2 separate regions of the Mus musculus genome follow, and region 2 is linked to region 1. The links are chromatin contacts, called in public HiChIP or PLAC-seq maps. All regions are on one chromosome and are shown on one strand. The core of a region is the stretch at or near the end of the contact, and the rest is flanking DNA. Distances in the headings are between cores, read along the strand shown. Region 1 has its middle 32 kb from the start of Ubac2. Region 2 has its middle 26 kb from the start of Timm8a2.

Evidence for each region. HiChIP or PLAC-seq counts read pairs in DNA pulled down with a chosen protein or histone mark.
Region 2: a contact with region 1 is called in a CTCF HiChIP or PLAC-seq map of CD8 T cells, with 5 read pairs. The contact joins two enhancer-like sites. A contact is called at or near these places in 1 of 39 promoter capture datasets (hippocampal neurons), 1 of 15 datasets of contacts at CTCF or cohesin (CD8 T cells), 7 of 484 Hi-C or Micro-C datasets (the C10 cell line, bone marrow-derived macrophages, embryonic stem cells and 3 more) and 9 of 115 datasets of contacts at active chromatin or transcription factors (CD8 T cells, T-cell acute lymphoblastic leukemia, effector CD8 T cells and 4 more).

The regions. Positions count from the first base shown.
Region 1 is chr14:121,844,563-121,847,851 of GRCm38.p6, reverse strand. No RefSeq gene overlaps it. Among named protein-coding and RNA genes, the nearest start is that of Ubac2, 32 kb to the left of the region's middle. Within about 2 kb of position 1,596, at least 6 of the 459 cell types and tissues checked have an H3K27ac peak or open chromatin away from gene starts, as enhancers often do. A contact at or near this core is called in CD8 T cells, where this site is marked.
Region 2 is chr14:122,059,100-122,062,388 of GRCm38.p6, reverse strand. No RefSeq gene overlaps it. Among named protein-coding and RNA genes, the nearest start is that of Timm8a2, 26 kb to the right of the region's middle. Within about 2 kb of position 1,513, at least 47 of the 459 cell types and tissues checked have an H3K27ac peak or open chromatin away from gene starts, as enhancers often do. A contact at or near this core is called in CD8 T cells, where this site is marked.

The sequences.
Region 1 (3,289 bases), core at 347-2,846:
GACCGTTCTTTGGTTTCTACTCTGAATGATTCTACTACTTTTCTGCTTTCCTGAGTGTAGACTCAATAAAGTCAAGGGTTATCTTACTCATGTTGATGCCAAAACCACAGATCTCATCCTAAAGGGACTATGAGCAAGTTCATTCTGGAGCCATTTAGGGTTATCCCAAATTCTATGTTCCAACGTGGAAAGAGTTTCATGAAGTTTTTATAGTTTTAGAGAACAGAGAATATCATAAATTAAGGCAAGTTTGAAATACATTGGAGAGTCAATCTGAGAGGCAACTACAGCGAGGTAGGGAGACATTTCTCTGGCCCAATATGCTATCTGAGCTTTTGGCTTGTTGGGAGCTAGTGGTCTGCTAAGTTAGACACTAAAAGGACCTGACATTGTCTGACTTTCACAGGCACTAGGCACACACATGTGGTGCACACACATGTATGTATGCAAATGCTGATACACATATCAGCATCTATTTAAAGCTTGAAATTTTAAAACAGGACAAGCATGGTGGACCCAATTAAGAGAAAAAGCAAGTACTAGTAAAAAAGAGAGATAAAGAAGTGTAGAAAAGCCTGCCTTTTTGATTTTTGTTTGTTTGTTTGTATTGTTTTTTGTTTTTGTCTTTTTTCTTGAGTCAGGGTTTCTCTGTGTAGCTCTGGCTGTCCTGGAACTTGTAACCCAGGCTAGCCTCGAACTCACAGAGCTCTGCCTCTGCTTCCGGAGCGCTGGGATTAAAGGTGTGTTTCACTGCTGCTGGCTCAGACCTGCCTTTTTAAAGCAATAGAAGGAAGAAAATAGATACCTCCCCAGAGTGTAACACTGAGAGCTTCAAGGAATGCAGCAAGTGAGAAAGCCGATCTGCAAAGCTGCTTTCCTTTTTCCATATTTTATCTCACTCTAAAAATAATTATAAAGATCACCACTCATTTTTTTCTCAGATGATTTGTCAACATTTTTCTTTGCTGATGTTATTTTATTTCTATTCATTTCCCCCAGAAACTGCCATTGTAGCCATTGCTTTTCTAAGTTTCCCCAACACGAGGAGAATGCTTCCAGAGGCGTGTCACAGGGAAGCTTGGAACACAAGAACAGCGCAGAGTGCCATGCATTCTCTGCCTCTTTGTGAACACTGACTCCCCAGACCCAAGTCACCTATTTCTTCATGCAGCCAGTGATGAAGAATGGCCACCAAAATGTCCCTGGGTAGCTTTAGTATAAAAGTTACTGTGGTGGACAGAGTCTGGCAGGAGGGGGTTGGAAAGAGGGCTCAGTATGCATGACCACTTGCTGCTCTCACCGAGGGCCCAAGTTTGGTTTCCAGCACCCACATGGTGGTTCACAATCATCCATTGTAACTCTGGTTTCAGGGTTCAGATGGCCTCTATAAGTACCAGGCACATGATGTACATAAGTACACACAGGCAAAATACTGATAGGTATAAAATAACTCCAAAAGACATTTTTTAAAAAGAGTCTGGTAAAAGGATTTTCCTACTTCAGGTGGCTGTTCACCCGAATATGCTATACTATGTGTCTCTTAAGGAGCCTTAGTGATCGTCAGATGGAGAGTCAGTTCTAGTCAATCATTTGATGTGGGTATGTGTCTAAACCGCCATTGTTTTTGTCATTGTCTTCTTGATCTTTGTTGTGGATAGCCCTGGGGCTAACTGTATTTGATGTTAATTCTGTTCTGTGAGTGGTTGAGAACAAGGAATAAGTCAGCCTTCAGGTAATTCCTGTAAATCTGCTTCCCACCTTAATTTGTAAAATGGAGGAGAGCTGATGATTGGGCAGAGAGAGGGAAGGTGGAGCGGAGCAGAAGGTGGAGGAGAAAATGGGAGAGGGAGCAGCCTCAAAAGAGGAGGAGGAAGAAGAAAAGTGGAGCAGAAGTACATGGCCAGGAGAAACCGCAAGTTCTAAGGGGTCTCATAGATGGAGAAGATGGTAGTGTAGTGGTAGATCTGCCCAATCTAGGCTCACAGCATGTATTCATATTAACTGAGTTGTGTTTTCATTACTAGGGCATATTTGGGTTGGAGATTTATTACAACAGTTCTTTATTAAAGATGTATTTACTTTTATCTTATGTATGTGAGTATTTTCATGAATGTATGTATGTGTGTGTGCATGGGCACCGTGCATATGCCTGGTGCCTGCAGAGTCCAGAAGAAGGCATTAAGTCCCATGGAACTGAAGATATGAATAGTTGTGAGTCACCATGTAGGTGCTGGAAACAGAACCCAAGCTCTCCGCAAGAGCAGCAAGTGCTCCAAACTGCTGGGTCATCTCTACAGCCCTGAGAATCATCTTAACTTGCTGTATAAAGGAAAACATTTCAATAACAGGCATCTTGCATATTAACTTGTGCACGCCCCCTGGATACTTTAGTATCCTCTAGATGACGCACAATATCTAATGCAATGTGAATGGTACGTACATCATTGCTGTGCTATGAAGACAATAAAAAATGTTCTGCATGTGTTCTGTATATGTGCAGTTAAAAACAGGTGGAATTGAGAGATGGTTCAGCAGTTAAGAGCACTTACTGCTCTTGCACAAACCCTTAGTTCAATTTCCAACAACCACTTGGTAACGTATAGTTGGGAGCCTTCTTGTGACCTCTGAGGGCTCAGGCATGCACCTGGTGCACATACAGATAAGCAGGCAAACACAAGTACCCATAATAAAATAAAATAAATATCTTAAAAACAAATTGGGTCTGCAGTTGGTTGACTCTCCAGACATGCACTCAATGTAGGCAGAAGGCTGTCTGTACTTAATCTTACTTCAAATCCTGCAGTTTATCAGGATATAAAATAGACCTCCTGAGAACAAGAAGGGACCCAACAAAAGGATAGCAAACAGTTGATGATTGCGATGGTTTGTATATGCTTGGTCCAGGCAGTGACCCTGTTCGTGTAGGTGTGGCCTTTTTGGAGTAGGCATGGCACTATGGGTATGGGCTTTAAGAGCCTCATCTTAGCTGTCTGGAAGTCACCCTTTCACTAGCGGGTATAGAACTCTCAGCTCCTCCTGCACCATGCCTGCCTGGATGCTGCCAGACTGCCACCTTAATGATAATGGACTGAACCTCTGAACCTGTAAGCCAGCCCCAGGGCGCTAGCTCCAAGTCATCACTGAGCAATCCATGCGACAGTTACTGACGGCCTGAGGCGGGTCAAACAAAGGCTTTGTATGACCCTGCCCTTTTCACCAATGGGAGGGGCCTCTGGAGACAATGAATGAACAGGGCTCAAACATGAATCAGATCGGGAAGTGGGACGTG
Region 2 (3,289 bases), core at 264-2,763, 210 kb before region 1:
GGGATGTTATTCTACCACCACTGTGCTCAGCTCTGGGTGATCTTTACTAACTTATTTTTGATGTGTAAGAGTTTCTCTGGTGGTGGCTACATGGCAGGCACATAGCCCAGGATGTCTTTGCCTGAATCCCCAGCTTCATATGTCACTGGATTCTTGCAGTTGCAATGCTGCCAAAGTCCTTCACTCATGTTATGGACCAGACAGATCCTGCAGTCTATTTGAAGTGTTTGGATCAGCTGTGATCCCGGCTGTGATATCCCAGTGATGAATGAACGTGGTGTCTTGTCAGGAGGCATTTCCTGACAGTTTAGTTCTGTTTATTTTTTGGTGGTGATCTAAGAAAATGGCCAGGTCTGGTGGCTCAGGTCTGTACTCTCAGCTACTCAGGAAGCTGAGGCAGGAGGATCACAAATTCAGTGCCCGCCTAGGGTACAGAGTAAGTTCAAGACTAGCCTGGGCAGCTGAGAGAGCAGTGTGCCCTCAGTTGGCTCTCTCTGTGGGAGCCCCAGTGTGTCCCTGGACTGGCTTTCTCCATGGGAGCCCTGGGCTTCTGCAGGGTCTGCCCTGGGCTGTCAAAGGTCACCATCTCTACTGTGTCACTACTTCAGTCTCTCAAATGGAGGATCCTTTTCATTCCACTGCTCTAAGTTGAGCCAGTGAAGTACTGTACCATTAAGCTATACCCCAGTAGACTTCATTAACTAAAAATAATTTTCTTTGCAAAGAATCCACACAGAGCTCGCTTTAGAGAAATACTGTTGTTGTTGCCTCGTGGGGTCAGTGGCTAAGAGCAAGGGATTAGCCCTGTAGTGAAGTTCTGGCCTGTTTCCTAAGCTGTGTGACTCATCCTGAGAAACAGCTTTCTAGTCTATATATGGAAATTCATCCAATGAAGTTCTTAGAGTATTTTTTTTTAAGATTTTAAATTTATTTTAGCTGGGTGGCGGCGGCACGTGCCTTTGACCTAAGCACTCAGGAGGCAGACATTGGCAGATCTCTGCGTTTGAGGCCCACCTGGTCTACAGGGTTCCAAGAGTGCCAAGGTTACACAGAGAAACCCTGTCTTGAAAAAAAAATAAATTTATTTTTTATTTTATGTATATGAGTGTTTTGTCTGCATGTGTCAAGTGTGTGCAGTACCGGTGTGTAGCACACATATGTGTACTGTATAGACATAGGTGTGAGGGCCCCAAAACAGGCCTTGGATCCTCTGAACTGTAGTTACAGATGGTTATGAACTGCTGGCTGGGTGCTTGCAACCAAATCCTAGTCATTTACAATACAGAAAGTTGTCTTAGCTGCTCAGCCTGTTGTAACTGATTTGTGAAAGGAGGCTTATAGAAGACTTCCCCAGCACACTGCCAGGCTACAAGCTGATATTACATTACCATCACAACTACAATAGTCAACCAATTACACTAAAAATACGGCTAACCAAGGAGAATCTGCTGCCTTCTCACAGTGTGCCCGCCATGCTCTGTTTCTGCCACCAGGGGGCATAGGATGAACCCAAAGTATTGAGAAAGCCAATCTGGTACTTCCCCTTGGGGGCAGTCTAAAGTTGCATGCCTGGGTGCCTCAGGGTGTATCCTGGATCTCCACTTCAGGTTCTAAAGGCCAGACTTTATCTGTGGCAATATTAGCTGCTAACTGCGTGTTTGCTAGGCTGTTAGGGAAGTCTGGGGTGTGTGTTTGTGTGTGTGCTTGCACATTTAAGTATATTCTTTTTTTATGTTCATATTCTTTTTTGTTTTATTGTGTTATTTTATTTTATTTATTTACATTTCAAATGTTATCCTCTTTCCTGGTTTCCTCTCTGCAAACCCCCCTATTCCATCCCCCTTACCCTGCTTCTATGAGGGTGCTCCCCCCCCCCCCCCCCCCCGCCACCTACCCACTCCCACCTCCCTGCCCTAGCATTCCTCTACACTGGAGTATCAAGTCTTCATAGAACCAAGGGCCTCCTCTCCCATTGATGCCAGACAAGGCCCCTTCAGCTCTTTCAGTCCTTCTCCTAACTCCTCCATTGGGGTCCCTGTGCTCAGTCCAATGGCTGGCTGTGAGCCTCCGCAACTGTATTGGTCAGGATCTGGCAGAGCCTCTCAGGAGACAGCTGTATCAGCCTCCTGTCAGCAAGCACTTCTTGGCATCTGCAATAGTGTCTCGGTTTGGTGTATGCATGTGAGATGGATCCCCAGATGGGGCAGTCAGTCTCTGGATGGCCTTTCCTTCAGTCTCTGCTCCACTCTTTTCCCCTGTTTTTCCTTTAGACAGGAGCAATTCTGGGTTAAAATTCTGGAGATGGGTGGGTGGCCTAGAAAATATCCAGAGTGAGGTAACTCAGTCACAAAAGATCACACATGGTATGTACTCACTGGTAAGTGGGTACTAGGCAAAGGTTGTGGAATACCTACAATACAACTCACAGACCAAATGAAGCTCAAGAGGAAGGAAGATCAAAGAATGGATGCTTCTGTCCTACTTAGAAGGGGGAACAAAATAATCAAGAGAGGTAGAGGGTGGGAGGGACTTGGGAGGAAGAGAAGACGGGGAGGAGAAAAGAGGGGCAGAATCAGGTATGGGAGGAGACGAGGATGATATACAGAGGGTCAGGAAATTGAGCAGAGGAGTGTAGCAGTGGGGGATGGGGAATTGGGGGTAGCAACCAGAAAGCCCCATATGCCAGGAAAGCAAAAACCTCCTAGGACCCTACAGGGATGACATTAGCTAAAATACCCCACAAAGGGGAGGGAGAACCTGTCAAGACCATATCCAGAGTTTAGGCATGGCCTCCTGGTTGAGGGATGGGGCCACCCACCCACCTCCAAAATTTTAACCCAGAACTGCTCCTAAGTATATTCTTTTTAAAAAAAAATTATTAGATATTTTCTTCGTTTACATTTCAAATGCTATCCCAAAAGTCCCCTATACCCTCCCCCGGCCCTGCTCCCCTACTCACTCACTCCTACTTCTTGGCCCTGGAGTTCCCCTGTACTGGGGCAGATAAGGTTAGCAAGACCAAGGGGCCTCTCTTCCCATCCTAAGTATATTCTTCATATTTGGTATATCTCCAGGTAAAGGATAGAGCAGAACCACAATGAGAAAAGCTTGAACAGCGGCAGACCTAGCCCAGAAGGAAGCTGAGCAACTCTGAACTTGAGGCATCCTCACACCACAGAGATGCATACACACTGTACGCAAGCAAACCTGCAGACCCCTACATGCACTGGAAGGGCAGCTGGACTCATCAGCACGGGACTGGGATGAGAGGCTGATAGGGAGAAGACGT